2 separate regions of the Mus musculus genome follow, and region 1 is linked to region 2. The links are chromatin contacts, called in public promoter capture Hi-C maps. All regions are on one chromosome and are shown on one strand. Each heading gives the region's core, a stretch centred on a gene start, on an enhancer-like site or on the middle of the called end of the contact. The rest is flanking DNA. Distances are from core to core; before and after follow the strand shown. Region 1 holds the start of Hdac8 (histone deacetylase 8). Region 2 holds the start of Cited1 (Cbp/p300-interacting transactivator with Glu/Asp-rich carboxy-terminal domain 1).

Region 1 (4,087 bases), core at 376-2,875, 250 kb after region 2:
TGATGACCATAGGAATTAAGCATAGGGAGGAAAACATTCCTAGAAGGGTATGGTGCTGCAAACCTGCTGATCCTGCACCTGGGAGGCAAGGCAGGTGGTTCTTGGTAAATTCAAGGCCAGCCTGGTTGATGTTAACAGTTCTTGGCTAGCCAGAACTACACAGTGAGACTCTGTCTCAAAACAACAACACATTCCAAAAGAATGTACACACTAAAAATGACTTAATACTAAGAATAAAATATGAAAACCTATTATATTACTTTCTGTGAAGAAAATGCAGCATTAGGTGATCTAGCCAGTCACGTAGTTGGTCAGTAATGAGAAAACCTGATTTGACATGTGCCAGGTCCATAATACTTTCATTTATGACATTAAATATAGAATTGGCAATCAACAGAAAGCTTGTTTTTGGCTTGTTTTTGAGAAGGATGTAGCTAGCTTTACTTGTGTGGTCAACAGAGACCAGGTTAAAGTTTGGTGGTGATGGGGGTGGGGTAGCAGATCTAAGTCTCAAATTGAACCCACATCCCCAAATCTAGCTTTAGAAAACAAACAAAATCCAGACCAAATATAAAACAAAACATTTTCCAGCTTAACACCTCCTCACATGTCTAGAAGCAAAGTCTCTTTTCTAAGGGATCTTAACCCCTTCGTGTGCCTTTCCCAACTGTTCTCAAGCTTTCCCGGCGGTACAAGCATCTAACAAAGACTATGAACACCCCACTCCCACACAAGCTTTTTTTTTTTTTTTTTTTTGAACGCAGCATTTCTCGCTGGTTAGTCCCACTGGGAGGAGACAAGGTGTTAAGGCTATGAACACGCCTGCCCTCAGAAATGATCATGTTCAGAAAGGTCAACGCACTTACCTCATTTGTTTATGCAGGGCATAGGCTTCGATCAGAGAGTGGACCATACTGGCCTGAAACAGCATCAAAGAAAGGCAGAGCAGTCTCCTTAAGGTTCAATGTACTGAAATGCCATTAACAACAACAGCCTGCGCGGAGAACTAACTACTTTCTCTCTTCTCCCTTCTGTCACTTTAACAGAATACACTTAAGACAAACACAGAGTCTCAAAATCGCCAAGATTCGAAGCTCCCCAGCTTTACTAACGCAAGTGATGGAATACTCTCTCCTAACAGTTTGTGGTCCAGGACCCCCTATTGGTAACTCCGCTCACCTCTGCGCCAATCCTTCCCCTCCCCCGCCCCCCGCCCCCACTCGAGCGTTGGATGCCCCACTGCGCTCTCTGAAGGTAATGAACCACTTCCTTCTGCTCGGCTTGGCGTGCCTGGCACTGCTAGTTACATTTTTGCTGAAGGTATCCTTCAGTCCAGTTTTCTCGTTTCCTAATGTACTCCCTTTCACACCCTCCCACCCCCATCCCCGCAAACCGTGGTCTTTGATCCAGACCTCTCTTACCCGTTTGGGGACCTTCACAAGGGAGTCGCAGATGCTGACATACTCGGGACTGTAAATATAAACCGGGGGTAGTGAATGCCCACTGTTGGCGGGTTCCTCTGGCATCTCCATCTCCCACTTCCAACCGTCCGCGAGCCAAAGTCTGGAGCCAACAGTTTTCAGACTCAGCCTGAGCTCCAGTTCCTGCTCCTCTGTTCAGCCCCAGCGGTGCTCCCTTGTCAACATTCCCTCCTATTTAGATCGCCGGAGACAGTTTCCCTGGTCCCTCGTCCAACTACAGGGATGGATGGGCCCTTCCAGACCAGATGCCTTCTACTGATGACCACAGTTCAAAAAAGGTGCCTGACAGATATAAAAACCAAATAACTGCCAATTGGGATCAATTTTTTCATGGCACAAGTAGCACGGTCAAAAGTAACCAGCCTTGTTGCCCTACGGGGCCATTTGAAATGAGGTCAGACCAGCTCCAAAGCATGCTGGGAGATGTAGTTTTAAAGGAGTATGGTAACAGAAAGAAACACAGCTAAACACTAAAAAAACGTGGTTTCAAGTTTTGGCGCTAAGAGTCTGAACTCTTTTAAGTTTTCAAACTGCAAATATCATTTAAATATTTAAATAGAGGTAAACTATACATTCAATAGCAGGCAAGACCACCACCCAGCTACATTAGCTAATGGTGCTAAGGCTGAGGATTGTTTGAAATGTTTACAGAGTAAATTTCGTGCTGCAACTTTAGTTCGCTACTTTTCATCACTGTCTGAAAGAGATTAACAGCCTCTCCAATAATCCACTCTGACAAACCCGATGTCACCTTCCTAAAACTGAGACAGGGACTGTGGAGCTTTCATGTGATGAAAAGCAAGGGTTCTCTCCCAAGTAGTGGGAAAACACACCTCCCCCATCCCCCAACACACAGCCACTTTTTCTTTCATTTGCTTCTGAAGCTAAACAACGGTTAGGGCAAATGTTTTAGGTTTGGTGTACAGGGTGTTAGTGTGTCCCCAGGCAGTGTTATTTCCACCAGAAGTTTGGGGGTTCTGGATGCCTACAAGATCTGAGCCTAGCTGGTCAATTCCCAGACTCCCAGCACTCAGACCATCCTCAACTGACACACTGAGGCCTCCGAGACAGGCCCAGATTTGTACTTTCTTTAAAAGACAAGCTTGCTTTAAACTTTTGTTTCGTGATAAGCACTTTGGATATTATCTTAATCCTTTCAACAGTTCTATGACGCAAGCTGTAACATGTCCACTTTGCAGATGTACTTTGGAGGGTAAAAACTATTCTCGGTCACACACTGAGGTAGGAAAACAATCCAAAATTAGCTCTACCTAACACCCAAAACCTAAATACTCCTTTTACTATGTGAATTTGATGCTTCCAGGTTGACTTTCTGCTATACCTGTGGTCAATATTCGATTTAGTATCCCAATACTTAATATTCTTGCAATCTTGAGGTATGTACGTGTGTGTGTGTGTGTGTGTGTGTGTGTGTGTGTGTGTGAGAGAGAGAGAGAGAGAGAGAGAGATATGCATTTGTTCTCCAATTAGAATGGAACAAGTTATGCTTCATTTGTATTTGTCTATAGAACTAGTTCAAAGCACTGTAATCATTCAGTTACCCAAGCACTTCTATGAACTGAGTGCACTATTAAGCACTTCTATGAACTAAGTGTACACTTTAGCTTTGGATTCAAAGATACACTGCACTCTCAGGGAATCTGCATTATAATAGATAAGATAAGGCTACTTCATTTGAAACCATATTAATAACAGAGCCAGATAATGAATGGAGGGCACTTAGCTTACTTAATAGGCATAAAGTACTTAACAATAAATGGTTAAGTAGGATTCTTACTAGCATTTCAGAATATCTTATGAGATGCACAATACTGTGCTTGGTGAGGATGAGAGGGCATGCTGACTGGAAGGAGCAGCTTAGATTTAAAAAAAATACAAAGAACTGTGACAGACAAGATTTCTCAGTAGGTAAAGGTACTTGCTGCTAAGCTTGATGACCTGAATTCAATCTCTGGATTCCACATGGTGGAAAGTGAAAAAATACCTCCTGCAAGTTGTCCTCTGCCTTCCATATGCATGCTCCGTTGCATAGGAGCACCCCCAACACACACAATTAATAACATAGAAACAATCTCAATACAAAGAAGAAAGCTGGAGTTGGTGGCATGTGCCAGCAATCCAAGTATTCAAGAAACAAAGGCAGAAGAGTCACAAGTTTGAGACCAGCCTAGGCCAGCCAGTGCTACTAGTAAAACCCTGTCCCTACATCAAAATAAATAAATCCATGAACAATTTAAAAAAACCCTACTCTATTTTAGTGGAACAGGAAAGTTCATGAAAGGCTTCAATACTAGGCTAATGAAAACATATTTCATCCTTTTCGAAATGGGAATGCGTTTTTGTAGTGCTGGAATTGCAACCCGGGCCCGTGTCTGCCAGGCAAGTGAACTAGACCCAAATTCCTTATAATGTTCAGTAAAATATTCTAGAGCAGCTGTGTGTGTATGAAAATTAGTAACTTGAAAGACTGGAGCAGTGCATGCCACAACGGTCTAGTTATGGAGTGATCAGTGAGTCAAATTAGGCTGCCAGTCTGGGAAGAAAAGGAAACCACAGAGTACAGGGGAAGCTCAGAGGACCGCCTT
Region 2 (4,261 bases), core at 1,560-4,059:
CATCATCTAGTAGTCCTATGCCACAGGCCTCTTCTAACCATTGGCCAAGTCGTCATACCTGAACTTACCCAGATGGCTACTAAAGCCATGGATGGATTCTCTTGCCCAAGTGCAAAAGAGATAAGGGAACGAGGGGGGGGGGCAAGATAAAACAAAACACCCTCCTCAAACTGGGAAAATTAAGGACCCCAACAGTCATTTCTCAAAGGGGCTAGAATTTGCTAGGACTCTACCCTCCTTCTTACTCCCAGTGGTCATTAAGAATGTGCTGGCTTCTAAAGTTACCATTATCCCCCTATTTTCCCCCTTTTGATATCAGCCTACTGGGGGGAAAAGGATGGAAGCAAAAGAGAAAACACGGGGGTGGGGTGGGGGTGGGGGTAAGGGAGAGGCACTTGCTGGGTTCCGCACCACTGCTTGACTGAAGAGGCAACCCTAGGATATTTCAGCCATCTATCTCAAGACAAGGGCGCCTAAGGTGCACCGTCGTCAGGAGGGCCAGCACTGCCCTGCCACTATTTCAAGTTCCTCATCGCTTCATCTTCCTATCCATCTTCTTTCTCCCGTGCGCTACTCGTACCCCAGTGTACTAAAAAAGGAAAAAAAAAAAAAACCCAAGAGCAACAAGAAGGGGCGGGGGAAATATGAGGAAAGTGCGTGTGTTCTGGTGTGGGCTCGCCGGGCAGGCTCTTGTAACATTTCCCTCGTGGCGCGCCAGCCCGCACCCCTCGGGAAGCTCCGGAGTCCGTCTAAGAGGCGATTGCATACCCCCCACCCCCACCCAACAACCCCAGTTTCTGTCTCCTACCCCACCCTTCCGTTCATTTGAGGGAAAAAACTTGGTTGACGGATGTCTGGGTCTGCTCCGAGCCACGAAGTGGTGACCGCGGAGCAGCGGCGAGGCTCCGCGGGGAAAAAAAAAAAAAAAAAAGCGGCGCAACAAGTGCGGACTCCGCGGCTCGCGTCTCCTGCCTCCCTCCCGCCGCCCGGCCTCGCCTGGCTACCCTCCGAGAAAGCCTTCGCCAACGCTGTTGGAGGGTGAGAAGAGGAAAGAGAAGGGGGGTGGGGTGGGAAGAGCGCGGCAGGTGGGGGGGGGTCATCTCGAACCTGTCCCGAGAGCAAAAGTTAAAATGGCACCAACCGGTATACTCCACCTCCATTGCTACTGAGAAATCTAAATGTCCAAACAGCACTGCGGCTTGGCTTGCACGCTCTCCAAGCAGCCCAGCTAGACTCGCCACCTTAAAACTAAAGGCCCCTTGTTTACGGACAGCTCGCCGGGGCCTCCTCGACGCGCCCGGAGAGAGCCACCGAGGCGGGCTTGGCCGAACGGAGCCCGGCACGCCAGGCGCGAGCACCAGTGCCGGAGGGCTCCAAGCGTCCTTTACCTCAGGTGCTCAGAAGCAGACAGGCGACGAAGCACGGGGTCTCCGCGTCAGCGCGACTTTGGGGACCCGCAGCGTCTCCGCGCGCGGGGGCGCACTTTGGCGCCAGCGGCAGTGGCTCGCGCGCCTCACAGACACTTCCGAGCGCCCTCGGAGCGTCCGCTGCTGCCGCTGCTCGCAGCTGGCTAGCAAAGATTCGAGGTGCCGAGGTGGGTGCGATAACTTAACCCAAGGTCACAACGTTAAAAGTGGCATGGTTCAGACTAGCTGTCCCGCCCCTGATCAGGCTCCCCGTGAGGCAGAGGCTGGGCGCCGCGCGGCCGCTTCCCCCGAGAGGGGCGTGTGCACGGGGGTCGTGCTGCGTGGGGAAAGCAAGTTGCCAGAATGTTCCAACTTGCAGCACGCAGCTTGGCTGAGTTCAGCCAGAAGCCCTTCTCGCTTCCAGCCCCCCAGGAAACAAGAGCTTTGTGCGGCCCCCGAGCGGCCTGATGCAGTCCTGGGTATTGGCAAAGTCGGGGAAGCAGAGCCGGAGAAAGCGCGGGCGCCGGAGTGGATGTGCTGCGGGTTTCTCCGGACAAGTGGGCTCCGCGTCCCGCGGGCCGGCCCGGGCTGCCGCCCCTCTGCCCGGCAGCTCCGGCAGCAAACAAGTCCCCCAGCCCCGCGGCCAGCTTGGCCGCCTCCGGTGCCCTCGGCCCCTGCTGCCCAGCCCAGCGTCCTGCCGGGCGGCCCGGCTTACCTCCGCGAAGCTGCTTGCCCGGGAGAGGAAAGCTCACAGGAGCTGAGGTACGGACGAAGCGACCTAGCCCCGAGCCCCCTTGGCACGCACACTGCCGCCGCCGCCGCTAGCCACTCGCTTCAGAGTCCCCAGCCGCACGGGCGGCCACGCGACCCCAGGGCGCCTGGGAAAAGCCTGCACCGCCGCGCCGCGCCGCGCCGCCGCACCGCACCGGGCAGCGCCGAGCTGCCCCGACCCGCGCTCTTGCCGGCCCGCAGCTCCGGCGCCCGGACTCCGGGGCGGTGGCGATCACAGCCACCACGCTTGGTTCTCGGCGCGGGGACCGGGCTCTTAAGCCCCCACTGCCTCCCGTAGAGCCCTGGCGCACAAGCACACAGCAGCAGGCTGGCCTCGGCTAGGAATCCCAGGAAGGACAGACCCCTTTCCCCCCTTTTTTCCCTCTCCCCCCAATTTTCACGTCTTTATAACCAGCTTAGAGCATTATTAGCACATGTCCTGGCTCGTGGGCGAGTTGGTGGCAAAATCTGAACTGGATACTTACGGAGGGCCCGAGTGGGTGCTGTGCCTTCCTCGCGTCTGGTCCTCTCTGCCAGGAGCAGCCCCGCGCCGATAGGTTGTGGGAGGAGCAGCCGGGCGGAGCTAGCTTCCTCACCGCAGCTCGGCAGCGCACTTCTGCAGCTGTGCCGCCGGGAACATTTTATAGCGGCGGGCTGGCGTGTGTGGCCCTTTAAAGGCGCTCGAGCTGGTGCAGTCACCGTGGATCTTGTGAAAGCAAAGGGCGGGCTAGGGAACAGAGTGCGTGCGTCCCCTCCTGTCCCTCAGCCCTGGGGGCACGACGCAGCTACTGGGGTGGGGCTGATGGTCTCTGATTATGGTCACTTCTCGCCCAGTGCTCTGGCCTATACTTGTTTTTCTAAAACTAGTGACAGCCCGAACCTGGGACGTGGGCTCTCCCCACCACCCTGCATGGACTTGCCCAATAAATTCCACTTAGTAATTTTACCGAGGCGAGGGAGAGCTGTTAGTGTCTGTTTTCTGACCTAAATCAAGTGGGTCGCCAGGACGGGCTTCAATGGATAGAGAGAAGAGCTGTTGGCTTAGGGAAAGGTCCAGAAGAGGGACTTGCACACGGGACGGTGTAGGCAAGGCACGGGTCTTAGTTTTCTGCAGGGCTTCCTCCGAGCCGGTTTGCTCTTTTTGAGCTATGTCTTCTCATCGTGGAATGGCCGAGGTTGGCGTGTCCCTTACCCCCTAAACTCCCTACATTTTGTGCAGGGGCACTTAGAGAGATCATATGGCAGCGGTGGCTTCCCTCAAGGCCCAAGGTTGGTTTCAAGGCTTTCTGTCCTGTGGTCATCCAGGGCAGAAGGAGGCTGGCAGGATGCGACGACGCTGGGAAATGCTGTTCTACCGGACCGTGGGGCTAGGTGCATGCATGCAACTCACATGGCTCACGGAAAAGCCAAGAACAGGCAGCGGGTTCGAAAAGATTGCCACTGAGTTCGCAGAGATTCCTCTTGCCACGATGCCAGGTTATTTTATTATGATTATATAATTATTCACATCTAGCAAGAATAACATCTTGCACGTAGAGCACGTCTCTTGTGTTGGTAAGGTGTCTTACAATCCTCACTGAAAGATATCTGGGGCTTCTCATTTCAAGGCATGTTCCCTGTGGGTAGAAACTCTCACCTCATTCACCCCTTGCAGGAAGGCCACCAGGATTACTGTCCTCTAATCAAGCCTCCCCCATTCCCACCCTACACCCCCCCCCCCACCGTCCACACACACACTCCTTCCATTCAACAATTCAGTTTATACTGTTTGGAAAACATTGTCGTTTGAAAAAGTACGATGTTAAGGAAAAGGGGGTGTGAGTGGGGGGAGGACTGTTACAGAGTCATTTCACTGTCTGTGTCTTGTGTCTTTTTAGTTGGCTTTGATGACCTGAAGATCTTTTTTCTTTCTGATTTTTTTTTTTTTTTAGGATCGCAAAGTGTCCTTAATTTGCTCTTCTAACAGAGTCGTGTTTGTTGATGAAATGACCGGCTTGCTGACAAAGAGGGGGCACAAATGGAGGCACAGAATTAGGCCCTTCTTTGGCATTTGGAGGAAGCTGGGGTGAGTACCCTGAGTAATT

What was found. Promoter capture Hi-C pulls out the DNA fragments that hold promoters and counts their contacts.
Region 1: a contact with region 2 is called in a promoter capture Hi-C map of embryonic stem cells, with 4 times the contacts expected there. The contact joins the promoter of Hdac8 here to the promoter of Cited1 in region 2. A contact is called at or near these places in 11 of 39 promoter capture datasets (the 3T3-L1 cell line, the C10 cell line, the SN4741 cell line and 7 more), 2 of 484 Hi-C or Micro-C datasets (embryonic fibroblasts and uterus), 8 of 115 datasets of contacts at active chromatin or transcription factors (embryonic forebrain, embryonic stem cells, extraembryonic endoderm stem cells and 3 more) and 3 of 9 other capture datasets (adipose tissue, liver and pancreatic islet).

Annotation. Positions count from the first base shown.
Region 1 is chrX:102,503,533-102,507,619 of GRCm38.p6, forward strand. It overlaps Hdac8 (histone deacetylase 8), which reads right to left and starts at 1,626. Exons shown (of 11, transcript NM_027382.4): 1 at 1,422-1,626; 2 at 867-919. The coding sequence starts at 1,532. Gm32262 (a long non-coding RNA gene) reads left to right here. Exons shown (of 14, transcript XR_003953070.1): 14 at 1,047-1,794.
Region 2 is chrX:102,249,372-102,253,632 of GRCm38.p6, forward strand. It overlaps Cited1 (Cbp/p300-interacting transactivator with Glu/Asp-rich carboxy-terminal domain 1), which reads right to left and starts at 2,810. Exons shown (of 3, transcript NM_001276466.1): 1 at 2,663-2,810. Gm14858 (predicted gene 14858) reads left to right here and starts at 3,280. Exons shown (of 3, transcript NR_040285.1): 1 at 3,280-3,653; 2 at 4,109-4,242.